Linked DNA regions of Bactrocera dorsalis: region 1 is linked to region 2. The links are chromatin contacts, called in public Hi-C maps. All regions are on one chromosome and are shown on one strand. The core of a region is the stretch at or near the end of the contact, and the rest is flanking DNA. Distances in the headings are between cores, read along the strand shown. Region 1 overlaps LOC105223634. Region 2 overlaps LOC109579391.

Region 1 (6,915 bases), core at 1,049-3,548, 77 kb before region 2:
ACACGCTTAGTAGCGTTCAATTTATAAAAGAGGAAGCGCGATGACGCCACAACTGAAGAGCGTGCGCTTGTGGGCGCTGAGCGTTTATACGTTCCGCTGTGCTCCGTAGCGCGATATCAGCTGTTTTATAGCACACGCTGTGCTGGTATTATACTCTCTCATTTAAGTTGCGGTAGGTCACGGTTGATTTTGCGCGCATGTCTATACATACATACGTGTATGTATGCACATAAAAGTTGTTGAAGTGAACAGGTTGCAAATATAGACTGTTTACGAATGCGCGCGATAAAATTGTATTGTATGATTTTTAATTGCTCATTGAAATAGTGAATATTTGCATTTATTAAATATAGTGCAATAACTGATCAAATTTGAACCGGACTGACAACAACAAAAAAAAGCAACTATAAAAATCTCCTAAAATATAACGACACGAGTTATTTAGGGCACATCTAGAGTGAAATTAAAAAAATTGAATTAAAAAATATCTGATCAAATTTGAACCGGACTGACAATAACAAAAAAAAAGCAACTATAAAAATTTCGTAAAATATAAAGAAATGAGTTATTTAGGAGTGATTATTAAAAAAATAAAATTAAAAAATGTCCGATCAAATTTGAACCGGACAACGAAATTTATAAACTAAATATAAAATTTTTTAAATATATTTCATTAATTTATAAAACAAAATATATGAAAAATTCTAAATTTTTTAACTAAACAAAAATATTCTCTTTCACTTCCATTGCAGATCGCACTCAAACGCTGGTACCGCAACATGCAATCCTTTGTGGGTTCATTCGCCTATTTGCGCAGCATACAGCGCGCCTGGGATATGGCCAAATTGCAACGTGAAAATAGTACAGGACGCGAACTGCGACGATTATTTATCAGCGCTCGCAACATGTTGTGCGAATTGGAGACGGCCATCAATGGCACAATGCCAGCGCCGCGTATGCTGCGTGGCAGCGCGTTACCGCAAGTGACAAGCGAACAAATGAATAAGCGCTTAAAGCTTTACACGAAGCGACGCGCTGAGAGCAATCCGCATATAGTGCAGGAGGCGAACACAATCGATTTAATGTGGGTGAAATATTATTACTACGAATTTTTGAAGACCATGTGGAAGGTGCTGCGTCAACAAACAAAGCGACGCGGTCAAATTGCGCTAATGGCCAATCCAAAGGCGTTCAATGAGGTGGAAAAGCACTTTGGCAGCATAAGCAAAAACAAGCGTGTCAAAGGTCATTTGACGCCGCTGAAAACGGCTACAGCGTCGTTGGAGCGCAGTGATAGTGCTAGCAGTAGAGGCGCGGCAAATAGGCGCAAAAGTGCGCATGGTAGTGCAGTAAGTGGTATTGGTAGCAGAAGACGTTTGGCGCATGCGCGCAACACGCGGTGAACCGGTGTGTGTGTGAAGAACAAAGGTTACAGATTTTAATTTCATATATGCATTTACTTACTTGCATATATGAAAGTAACATTTTGAGTCTCAAGCAATTTTCGCTTTACATACTAGACGCACGTGCTGCTTAAATGCATACATACGCACGTCTAAACATGCCAGGTCAAAGCATTGCCTTCCAAATATACTTATATAGCTATACTATATTATTGAGTTTATTAGTATTAGAAAAAATGTGTATAAGAATTTAGCTACTTCTTTAGCGCACAGTGACTGCATTCCAGTAATGTTTAATAAGACAAATCTACAACTAAAAGTATCAAAAATATTTTAGCAACACGTTTGCTTCAGCAATGGCAAACAAGTATTAAGTAGTATTGCACCAATACGCTACAACAAAAACAAAGCACTTTGTATTTAATTATAAATTATTTGCATGCAAAACTAAGCCAATAACGATAATAACAACAACAACGTAATATAAGCAAAAATCTCGCCAGTTACATACAAACATACAAGCATATTTATTTATTACACTACATGCCGTTTCATATATTATAGAACCCGCAGCGCAACGCGCGATTGTTGTTTTTACAATTGCACAAGTTCAAGTTCAATGTGCGGAACAACAAAAGCAACAACATGAAAAATCAAAAGGCAATTTTCATTAAATTACTTATCAAATGCGCGGCTGCCTTCAATTTTCAATTTCATTTTCATTTTTCACTTTCGGTTTCATATGCACAACAACAACAACGATAACAACAACAATTGAAAAGTAAACAAACACAAATTGATAGTTGTAGTATTTCTAGTCAACACATCGCACCGTCTCAATTACTTTGATAACTGAGCGAGCACACACCCACAATCATAATTAACAGCACCAGCAGGCATATACATACATACATACAACTTTACATGCACAAAAAAGCACATATTAAATTCAAAATACATATAGACTGGCTATATTAACATTCAAGTGGCGCAAGCTGCTTGACTGGTTCCTATTCGTTCACACTTATCATTATTATTTTCATTCTAAATGCTTGTTCATATCAGAAAATGCATGCAGAAATCACAAATCCATAAACACACACATACATACGTGTATAAGCTTAAGTAGCTTTATAAGCACGTGAGTAGAGGCGCGGCATGTGAGCGCCCATAAGGAGATAAAAACCGCGCCAGCAGCGACGGCAAAAGTTATAACTGCATTTAATGAGTCAAATGCCGGACAATTAATTTCAATTACAAAATTGTCGATTCGAAAAGCGAGAATATACAGATATTAAAACAATTTGGCGGTGTTATTTAGATAAAAGTTATAAAAATTTGTTTTTTGAATTGGCAAATTTTGACTCTGCTTAAATATGAAGGTACAATTTTCATAATTTTTGCTTCAAATTTTAATGAAAAAATATTGAAAATTAATCTTCTATCACTCTGTACATAAAAATGTAAGCAAATTTTTCATAACTTTTTTAAGATTTTACGAAAATAAATATTGAAAATTGCGTTACGCGCCTCTGCTCATAAGTTTAATACGTACATATTATCTCACCTAAAAGCAAAATAACGTAACAACACTTTTCACAAGTTCACAGACGAAAAAAAAACGTTAAAATAGAAGCTACTAATATTGAAACAAAATTTGAGTTTTGGTTATAAAGTGGTTATATACTGGTTATAAAACGGTTATATATTGGTTATCATTCACCCAAAATGAAGAAAAATTTGAATTTTGGTTATAAAATCGGTATATATTGGTTATTATATCTGCCACTGATTTTCGATTTTTTTTTTATGCTACGTTGCTTTGCATTTAGGTGACGATGTACTTACTTATATTTCCATACCCATATGCACTCTCATGATTACTAAATACATTACGAGTTTATTTCGAAAACTGATTATGAAAGACTACGTACAAAAACTCTCACAAGCTCTCTCTCTCTCCCTTTATATTAACTCACACTATATTTCTAAATTTATTATCTTAACTGTATGTCAGTGTGTACAATTAGCACCTAAGCCACGAATATCTAAAGACAAAATGTGTAAATGACTTGCATTTCTTAATCTAATCTAAATCATTGAGTGTAAACATTCGATAAATATTTATACATTCATAGAAACATGTATTTATTATTGCAATAAGAAAGAGCAAAAAAACCAAGACAAAAAGAATTATATTAAAAAATAAAAATAAAAAATAAACTTCATTCAGTCAAGTGCTCATTTGCATTTGCTTTTGCGCTGTGATATTGTATATGTAAAAAACGTTAAACTGAATCAAATTAATTCAAATCAAAGACCCAGCTAACTTGCGAAGTAGGTCTATACTTAAAAAAAAAAAAATAGTATTATATTTAGTATTGTTAAGCAAAACTGAAAAACCGCAACTTTTGTATGAGTACCTAGGTCGCTAAGTGTAAAATTTTATTTTAAGTATTTTTTTAAATTTATAATTATTTATAAGGGAAAAAATTATTAAAAATTTAAAAAATATTTGAAAAATAAAACTATGAAAATTTTATAAAATATAAAGAAAGGAATTTTATTTTTATTTACGGTACAACTAGAGTAAAATTAAAAAATTAAAATAAAAATATTTAAAAATATAATATACTAAAAGCGATAACTCATATAGTTTTTGAGTTACAGCCTTCTAAAGCACAGACGCTCAGTTAAAGCAGCTCCATGGAATTGGCTTGAGTATTTACCCGGAGACAAATTATCCGATCACTATCCAATTTTACATGATTTGTATATAATTCCCCCTACAGTGACTTAACAGTTTTTTGATCGCATCAAAAATCAAATTTAGAGAGACCAACGACCAAAATTTTGGGCAAAACTGAAGTTGTTTTAAAATCGCCTTTATTTTATAAATTTTTTTTAGCATTAGATAATATATTTTTATAGAGAATTTGTGTTCAGGTTTCAGCCACGGATTCAATGCAAATAATGCAATCAATGCAGCCTAGTTTTCTCTTCAAAAGTTTTACAGTGTATTTTTACAAATATGTATGAATAAATACAGCTTTAGATTAAAAAAAAAATTGCTTCCAAAAATGGCCTCTCCTTAGGCTCTCACACCCCTTAAAAAGGTGTTCGAAACAAGAATTTGAAAATAAAATTCATAATTCTAACTTCAACTTATCATTTAAGGTTTCTTTCATCAAACTTTCCCTACGATTCTAGAACAAAACGACTGTTCACTACAGAACAAATCCTACTATCTCTCACCTTGTAAAGGGATCACCACTAGCATACTACTTTGGGCGAAAAATAGTAAGATTTTGTTGTTTATTTGAAATTCTTCAAAATCTATGTCGGTCGTCCCCCTCTAAGTAATCCCCTTGGCCTCAATACAATGTGCCAACGTTTCTTGCAATTCTCGAATCAGTTGTTAAAGTCTAGCGCGTAGCGATTCGCATTCAATGCCTTCAATAGACTCAAAATGGTTTCCCCGAAGCGGTCGTTTAAGTTTACTGAATCGTCAGAAGTCACACGGAGCTTAATAAGCGGTTGTGATACAAAATTAGTTAAAAATTTGGCGAAAACCTCACGAAGAATCAATCAATCAAAGTATAATTCCGACCTCCTTTCATGAAAACCTTCTCGCAAATGACGCATAATACTCAAATAGTGTTCCTTGTTCAGAGCTTGGCCGGTCGGAAGGAATTCGAAATGCTCTACATCTCGATCTTTTTCGACCTTATTTTTGACGTGGTTTTTTGGCTTTGATTCAACTCTGCCATGATATTCGTAAGTATAGATCAAAGACTCATTATAACCTAATGGTTGGAAAATATTGTTTCACAGACGTTAACATAGGACTGTTTTTCGAAAAAATTTAATGATTTTGGAACCAAACGTGCTTTCACTTTTCTTCAAAATGTTTTTCACTGATCGTTCAGATGTTCCCATAATGCCAGTAAGATCTCTGACTAGTCGATTCTCAAGCACCAAATCCTTTTTTTTTTGTTGACGTTTTGGATGGCATCTGTTGATGTTGATGACCGTCTTGGACTTGGTTCGTTAGTACTAATCCACACTTGCTCGCGTCAAACAATTATCACCGAAGGCATTACTGTCGAAAGAGGTTCTACATGAAATTAAAATTAAAAAGTCTTACTATTTTTTGCCCACAGTAGGTTGCCGGAAGTACTGAGTGGAGAGATTATCTAAGACAATTTGGAGTATATTTCAATTAATACTCGAGAATTAAGTGGAATTATAATCATAAGTTAGCCTCTTCTATTTCTGAGTAGCAATTCGTAATATTACTTAATATACAGGATGTAGAGTTAAGTGTTGTTACTTTCGAAAAGTTCAGTGCTCAAAATCTATATTTAGCATAACCAAAGTACCTATGGCATTATTATGTGCATATTATGTATACCAACCGATCAAATTTAATTTAAACCGCGCTCGCAAACCCCATCGATAAGACCAATTTTGTTAGGTTTTTTATGTTTCTGAAGTTTGATCTCCTTATGTTAGTAAGTATCTGTTTGCTAATTCTTTGTTTGCGACGCGAAAAGTTTGTTTGGCGATTTTTCCCTTAGAAAACAAATTTAGCGACAAGCTTGCTTGAACTTTTGAGTTTCGAGTGGAATCAGGCTCAGAGAAGCGTTGACAGTTCCCTTTATCACGAGAACACATAGTAATTGAGTGGCATAAAATAAATTCAGTGAAGGTGGTTATGTCATCGAAAATTTGCCTTATTCTAATCCTCTATCTACCAACTATAATATCAAAAAAGTTTGAAAAACAGTGTTGGCATCAAGATGTCGGAGAGGATCTCAACAATTCTATGCATTGACTCAATCGTTTTGGTTAATGTATGGGGTACGAAGCTGATCCCGTTCAAAAAGTACTGAATCTTTTTTAAAAACGACGACGACTAGAGGTCGCCAAAGACAGGCTTGATAGCGAAGCTAAGGACGCTATATTCATCAAACGTGTCAATGTTGATGAAGAGACGTGTTAGTACCATATTATGGCATCGTAAAGTGTACAACAATCTAGCGAATATCGCTCCAAAAATATGTTGAAACCGAAACAATCACGTAAGAGTCGGTCAAAAATAAAGATGATGCTCTTGATTTGATTATAGTTTGTGACTCACCAGGAATGTAAATTGGCGTTTTGAGGCGGCTACATGAAGCAAAAATTAAAATAAAAAAAAATATTTCCAGTCCGGGTCAAATTTGATCAAATGATTAAAAAAGGTAGTATTCATATTCACGATATTAGCTACAAATAATAATTAATGAATGCAACTGTCTGGGCATGTGAGCTACATATATCACTTTAAAACTAATTAAATATCTTCAGTTTTTACCTTTCTAAAGAGCCATATTATTATTGCTAATTAAATGTAGAAGAACTCTTCCGTACATATTCATATACACACATATACGGAATGTTTTTAAATTACAGCAAATTAAAATGCATTAAATCGTATAAGCAATCTGTTTTTATACACTTGCTTGAT
Region 2 (7,279 bases), core at 3,013-5,512:
ACATAATTCAGCGAATTAAGTGACAGCGGTTACGCTGGCTAGATCATGTCGACCGAATGGATAAAAACACTCCAGGTTTGAGAGTACTTGTCGCAGTAACCGTTGAGCGAAGTAGAGGAAGAGGAAGTTCTCCGCTTTGTTGGAAAATTCTGGTGAAAAAGGACCTGCCAAATAGCGAAAAGGAAGAAAAACTGGTGGGCTGTTGTAAACTCGGCTATAATCATGTAAGCGGAGTCTACGCCATTAAAGAAGAAGAAGAATATATTAGAATATTATCGTATTTTCTTGAACAGTAATCTATGCCTAAGGTTTCCATGCAAATTTTGAACATTCAACTCGTGTGCCAGATATGTACGAGGTGTGTTCAAAAAGTATCGCGAATTTTGTGTATTTTCAAAAATTATTTATTTATTCATGAATATCTATTTTGTACCCTTCAATAGTAGTATGTCCATATCGATGGTCACGACAAAAGAACGGGGTCTTGGTGAGAAAAAGATGTGTGTGAATCGAAAATCAGGTCTATTTCTTGAGAGAAGGCAGACCGATAGACGAACCTAACTGAAATGGATCAGCTTGTCACGGTGCTCATTTCTATATGCTATAAGCTTTACAGGATTTCCGAAGTTTTCCCAAGCGTATTACAAACTTCTTTGCAAACTTAATATGCCCTGTTTAAAGTATGACAATAACATTGCTTAAGTTGCCTTTATTTATTGACTATAGAATAATTTAGAGTAAGTATATATTTAAAATTATAATAAATTAAATAATTATATTCAAAATTCGCTCACGAAAAAAAAATTAAAAATTAATATTAATTGCGCTCACATGCACTTAATTAAAATTATGTCCATAAATAAATCTCAATTATCGAAAACTGAACGCATAAATGACAAGATATGCAATTTTCTACGCTATAAGTCAAGCAAGCCCAAGACATGCGTTGCATCTGTAATTGGCAGGGGACTTTTTGCACTCGGTGTGACATTTTACAGTGCGATCTAAAGCAATTATGTATGCTTATCATGTGCATGTGTAGAGAGCGTAAGTGAGAATTAAATTGCTTACTTTTTGTGTGTGTTTCTACTTTTATTGGAGTGTAGCGACTTGCGCGGTTGTGACAGCTGTCATGAGCCGGTTTTGAGGAAAGTCATTAGCAACTGTCAAGATAAGTGAATTATCTTTAATTTGTGTGAATTTTCTTTGAGTTTTTCCGAAGAATATTAAACTATTTCTTATTTAAGGAATTTGTTTTAACATTTGCTGTTATCAAATCATATTCTTGTATCAGTGTTAAGTACCAATTTATAGCAATATATTTTTAACAAAATGACATTTTTCTATAATATTTATGATCCTATATGCCTTATCAAGGATTATTGTCAAATGTTGATCTTATGGCTTCAGTGATAACCTCAAATTAAAATAATTATTTATAAAGTTCAAATTAGTTTGACAGCAATTAAGTTAATTTATACAAATTTTGTAATAACAATAACAATCTTGTAAGCACTATAAATAGTTAGTGAGCATTTGTGTATGCTTGTACTTGTATATATGTATGTATATTCGCGTAATCTGCAGCCAGTCACTTAGCAATATAAACAGAAAGTGAAAACGCCGATATTGCATATTTACATATTTATTTATTTATTCATTTATACAATTAAGCATTTATTTGTTTATTTTGCTTTTGTTATTGCTTTGTTATTGTCTTTACTCTAAGTCATTGATAGCACACTTAACAAGTCACAAAGCGGCATGTTGAACAATACGAGTAATAATAATAATAATGATATTACGCGAGCGACATAACATTCACACTCAAAGTAATGAATGCAAAAGCGAGCAGAAGCCAGCGTCGAAATGTCAGTATGTATGTATGTACAGTGTACAACAAGTTGTTTGTAAATATGTATTTGCCTTCTTAAAATTGCTGCGAGTAATCTTTAAAAAGAGTACACCCGGAGAGGGTACAGTTGGAAATGAATTAAGATCCAGTACATATCTCTCGGATACAATTAAGAATTCATTAAACCCACATGAATATCCTTAGAATGTAATTGGAGATTGATTAGTTAAAAAATATTGAAACTGTTTTAAACACTATTAAAGAAGAAGGTGTGCTTAGTGCTTAGAAGACTGACAACAAAGGGTACAATCGGCTTTTCATATAATATGCTGAAAGAAGGGCATTAGTTCATTCGTCTCTATGGCAGAAGTCGGAAAAAAGATGGTCTATAACGTAGCTGGGAACCCTACATTCACCAAACCCATCATTATTTGCGACGAAACGTGGGTTTATGAATATGACTTTGAAACTGTCCAGCAATCTAGCGGATGGCGTTCCAAAAAGGAAGCGAAAGAGAAAAAACCAAAATTCGATGACGGCCGAATACTACGAGTATGTGGATTCTAGTTCCTATAACTAACTTTTTCCCGGTCAACCTGTCAGATATGTATATTATTGAAAATCGGAAATAATTTTTCCGGCTTCGATAATTGCAAGTCACGAGAGTAAAAAATGCTCTGTTTCACCCGCACTTAGCCCTTCCTTACTTGTTTTACTGTTTTTGTTTATAGAAATCAAGTAAACTGCTGCCTCATTCAATGAACAAACAACCAAAATTGTTTATGCATATGATTAAAAGTTCTAAAAGTATTTAAGTAATGTTAATGAGTAATGAAAACAGGTGTAGAAAAAATAATAATAGTAATTAAAGTGATTTATACGCTGAACAGGAAGTACTAAGTTTGGCATATAGCTCTTAACACTTAGAAAAAAACATGGAGGGTTCTATAAATTATATGTATATGTATATAAAAGGTCCGCGTTACTGTCTGTCTATATGTATACGCAAACTGGTCCCACAGTTTTAGAGGTATCGATCTGCACTTTTGCGCACGTCCTTTTTACCCTTTGAAGCTACTCATTTGTCGGAATCGCTGATATCGTGCCAGTACATCATAAAGCTGCCTTAAACACTGACCAATCGGAAGCAAGTGCTTGTATGGAAATCAGTTTCATTAGGTGCGATTTCTTTAAGTAATTGGCCAAATTGTCCAGATCAGATTACTATAGAATATAGATGCTCTAAACACTATACGAACTAGTCCCTCAGTTTTTAAGCTATCGTTTTGAAATTTTGCAAACGTAATTTCCTCTACAGGAGGTTGCTCAGTTGTCGGAACAGCTGATATCGGACCACTATAACATATAGCTGCCATATAAACTGATCGATCGGAATCGAGTTCTTATATGGGAACTTTCCTCATTTGACGATATATCTTCACGAAATTTGGTACAGATTATTTTCTAAGGAAATAGTGTAATCTCCGAAGAAATTGTTCAGATCGGTTAACTATAGCATATAGCTGTCATACAAATTGAACGATTGGAATCAAGGGTTTGTATGGAAAACTTTCGCATTTGAAGTGGCATCTTCACGAAATTTGACATGGATGACTGCTTAAGATAATAATATAATCTCCGAAAAAATGGTTCAGATCGGATTACTATAGCGTACAGCTTCCATACAAACAGAACACATAGTTTCTAAAAGAAATGCACCTGTTGAGACTATTATAGCTGCGGTGCGGCCGAAGTTAACGATTTTTTTTTTTTTTTATATGCGAAAGTAAATCAGTAGAATTCTTGTAAAATAGGTTGTTGAACTGAATTCGTTAACTTCACCCAAAAATGTAGAACTTCTTTAAAAAATGATATTGCCATAACATTAAAATTTGAGTTCGATAAACAATTAGCAGCCACCAAAAAGGTATTAAAAAGTATTCAGCAAACGAACTTTGTGCGTACCCACACTCGAGAATTTCTAAATTCTAAACAAAGCAATTACTGTGTTACTGTGTGCGCGATTTCAACACATTTTTAACTATTTATAGCTATGCACCGACTACCACTTGCCGCTTATGCGCTCAGAAAAAAGTGATTGTACAAATATCGTTATATTAGCCGGGTACAACTGAGTTCACGCATAAGCGTAAAGCGTAAAGCTATTTTAATCGCACACAAACACAAACTTTTGTTCGCCAATGTTGGGTAAAAGCAATTGCTATACGAATTCAAGCGAACCGTTTTTTTCGTCGCTTTGTACGAAAGCTTTAAAATAAATTAAGAGCTGCTGACGTGCTTATGTACCGGCGCGCCGACCTTGCCGCTCACAGCCGCGCGCACTCTCTGCAATCGCACAAGCTAACGGGGATTCCACCGGCGCACTGGCTGATTCATGCATATGCTGAAAATAAAATTTGCGCGCGCACGCTGAACGCTTTAGGCAGAGGCCCGGCAAAACGCTCGAAACGCCACATATCCACACACACGCGCACAAACAGTCACAAGTGTGTAGCGATCAGCTGCTAACGGCGTGTTTAGTTAGCATTTTTCGCTGTTAAGCTTTCAATAAGTTAATTTATACGTACGAGTATTTATAATATATGCATATATACATACATACGAGTACATATGTTTGAAGAATTCGATTTATTTGTACAATTCGTTGAATATTTGCTTTTTGCTCCGGTTTTGTGACGTCTGCAAGTTCATTCAATAAAGAATTCTACGAATTTTCGATGATGTGTATACGCCATGGTGGGCGCTTGTCGTCTGTCGCATGCCGGCGATCGCTGATCGCTGCTGTCTCAGCGTACGGGAAGGCAAATATAATTGGTTGTTTTATATTTTGTGCATATCGTTGTCATATTTGTTTGCTGTTTATTTGCATTAGGCACGCAGGCAATCAGTTATATTTAGACGAATGTGCTCATAATATAAGTGTAAGTATGTATATGTAACGTTTGGAAAAGCCCGCCTGACTGATATCAATTGCCAGCAGCTACTAGTTGCATGTTTAGTTCGTGTTCGGGAGGGTGTAGTGGCGCTGACACACATAACCCGCATACTGTCACGGGCATTCGCATTTTTCTGCAGAATTACGATATACATATTATATATGTATACATATGATTGTTTGTCCGGCAAAAATACAAATATTGCGACGGGCAAACAATTATTGACTGTATTAAAAATACTAAAAATACTTAGAAATTGCACGAGCTCGCAAATTCTAGCAATTAAATGCAGTGACCCAAGTCACTTGGTCCAGGAAAAGCACAATTAGGTCACTACAATTTGCAGCAGCAAGTGCAAGTAAAAGGCAATAAATTATGTGTAGAGCGATGAGAGCAAAAGAAGAGAGCCATCTATGGGTGAAAGTGCGAAAATATTTAAGCTTTATGTGTTTAAGCAATTTGCACAGTGTGTTAGTCATGAATATTATTCGACTAAATTATGTAATAAGAATAAAATATATGAAAGAATTATAACCCATGTCAAATAAAAAAGTTATCCATACAAGGACTTGAGTTTGAGATGGGTCAGTGGATATGACATTTGGTAGGTTGTTCAACAAGTTTTGTCGTTCGATAAAAGAGGGCGTTGCTGCGATCCTAAAATTTATTTTGTTTTGTTAGTACACAATTGGTATGAACTTACATATGTGAAGTTTCTGTCAATTCATTCTTAGATTACAAGTAATTTAGTGTCGCTGTGTCAAAGTATTCTTTTACAATGGAAAAAATTGAATATCGAGCAGTGATAAAAATCTTATTTTTGGAATAGGTAGCACCAAAAGAAATTCACGAACGAATGTTAAAAGTATATAATGATTGTTCACTTAAAATTAGAACAGTAGAAAGATGGGTTGCGGAATTTTGACGAGGTCGTACAAGCCTTGAAGACGATTCACGTGAAGGACGTCCCGAACGCACATCAACACTAGAAATCATCGATAAAATACAGAATACGGTTTTGTAAGATCGTCGGTTGACTGAGAGAGATTTAGTAGAAGTATCTCATTAGGCTGTGTGAGCCATATTTTAAGTGAAATTCTGGATTTTAAAAAGCTGTGTGCACAATGGATGCAATGGAACAAAAAAACATTCGAATGCGACTTTCTCAGCATCATTTTTAAAATGGATAAAGTGCGCCGATTTATCACTATGGATGAGACTTGGGTCTATAACCACGATTCTGAATCAAACAAAAAAGGCTAAAGAGTGGTGTGAACCAGGTTGTTCGGTTTCGAAATGAGTTCAGAAATCGGCCAAGAAGGTTATGGCATCAGTTTTTTGTGATGCGAGAGGAATTTTATTTGTGGATTACTTGCAATTTGGTAAAATTCTGAATATTACTTCAACCTTTTGGGCCAGTTGAAAGAAAAAAATCGTGAAAAAAGACCCGGTTTAGAGAAGAAAAAAATTCTTTTTTCATCAGGACAACGCAACGAAGTTCGAATTGTTCAAGCATCCACCGTATTTATCAGATTTGATATTCAGCGACTTCCATTTGTTTCCAGAACTAAAAAAATGTATGCGTGGCAAGCATTTTTCCCCCAAATGAAGAGGTCATAACGGCTTTTGAAGCGTATTTTGCTGACCTTCCAGATTCTTACTTCAGGGGTGAGATCCACAGGTTGGAGCAAGTGTGTTAATGTTTAGGGAGACTATACTGAATAATAAAGTGTATTTTTAATCTCAAATTGTGTTTTTCTTAACAAACGACAAAACCTATTCAACAACCTGGTATATGCCATAATAGTCCGATATTGGCGATTACTAACAATAAGAAACCTCTTGAAGAGGAAAGAATATATGCACAATTTCCGATCGACATTTGCAATACTAAGGGAATCCAGAGTATAAAAAACATGAAATTCAATTTGGAGAGTAAGCAAGCACTAAATTGATAAAAAGTCTAAAACTCAAGTTATCGTCTGTACGAATGTATAGTCGTCAAAAATACCATTAATTTCGTACTTTAAATCATTTTTATATGTATATGTGATCAAAAATGTATGTATTTTTATTAAAAAAAGTACAAAATTTTTATTTATTTTTTATGCAAACGATTTTTCAGTAATTGTTTAAAAATGTTATATTCGATAATATTATATTCGATAAAAAAAAAATACCCAAAAACAATTTTTGTCGACTAATTTGGTGAGAGTGTTTCACTGTTAGTAACCGTATAAGCTGTTAAGAATTTGGGCAGTGGGTGTGTAGAGCTTTCCATATTGCTTATAACTACCGCGAGCTTTTGATAAAAACGGTGATATTTTTTACTGTTTACTTATCACAGGTTACTTTTCACACCCGCACTATTTCAAACAATTTTATGAATGAATTAGTGTGCTTTATTTAACAATTATCGTCGATACTGCTATTGAAGCTTTTGAAACTATTGAGTGGGGTCAGTATT

What was found. Hi-C and Micro-C count contacts between places; a contact is called where the count stands out from the background.
Region 1: a Hi-C map of whole body shows a contact between it and region 2, with 4 times the contacts expected there. The contact joins two enhancer-like sites. A contact is called at or near these places in 2 of 2 Hi-C or Micro-C datasets (both in whole body).

Annotation. Positions count from the first base shown.
Region 1 is chr4:43,412,259-43,419,173 of ASM2337382v1, reverse strand. LOC105223634 reads left to right here. Exons shown (of 4, transcript XM_029549206.2): 4 at 753-3,955. The coding sequence ends at 1,403. Among protein-coding and RNA genes, the nearest start is that of LOC105223634, 12 kb to the left of the region's middle. Within about 2 kb of position 2,298, the one cell type or tissue checked has open chromatin away from gene starts, as enhancers often do.
Region 2 is chr4:43,336,409-43,343,687 of ASM2337382v1, reverse strand. The region is part of intron 3 of LOC109579391; the gene reads right to left. Among protein-coding and RNA genes, the nearest start is that of LOC109579391, 13 kb to the right of the region's middle. Within about 2 kb of position 4,262, the one cell type or tissue checked has open chromatin away from gene starts, as enhancers often do.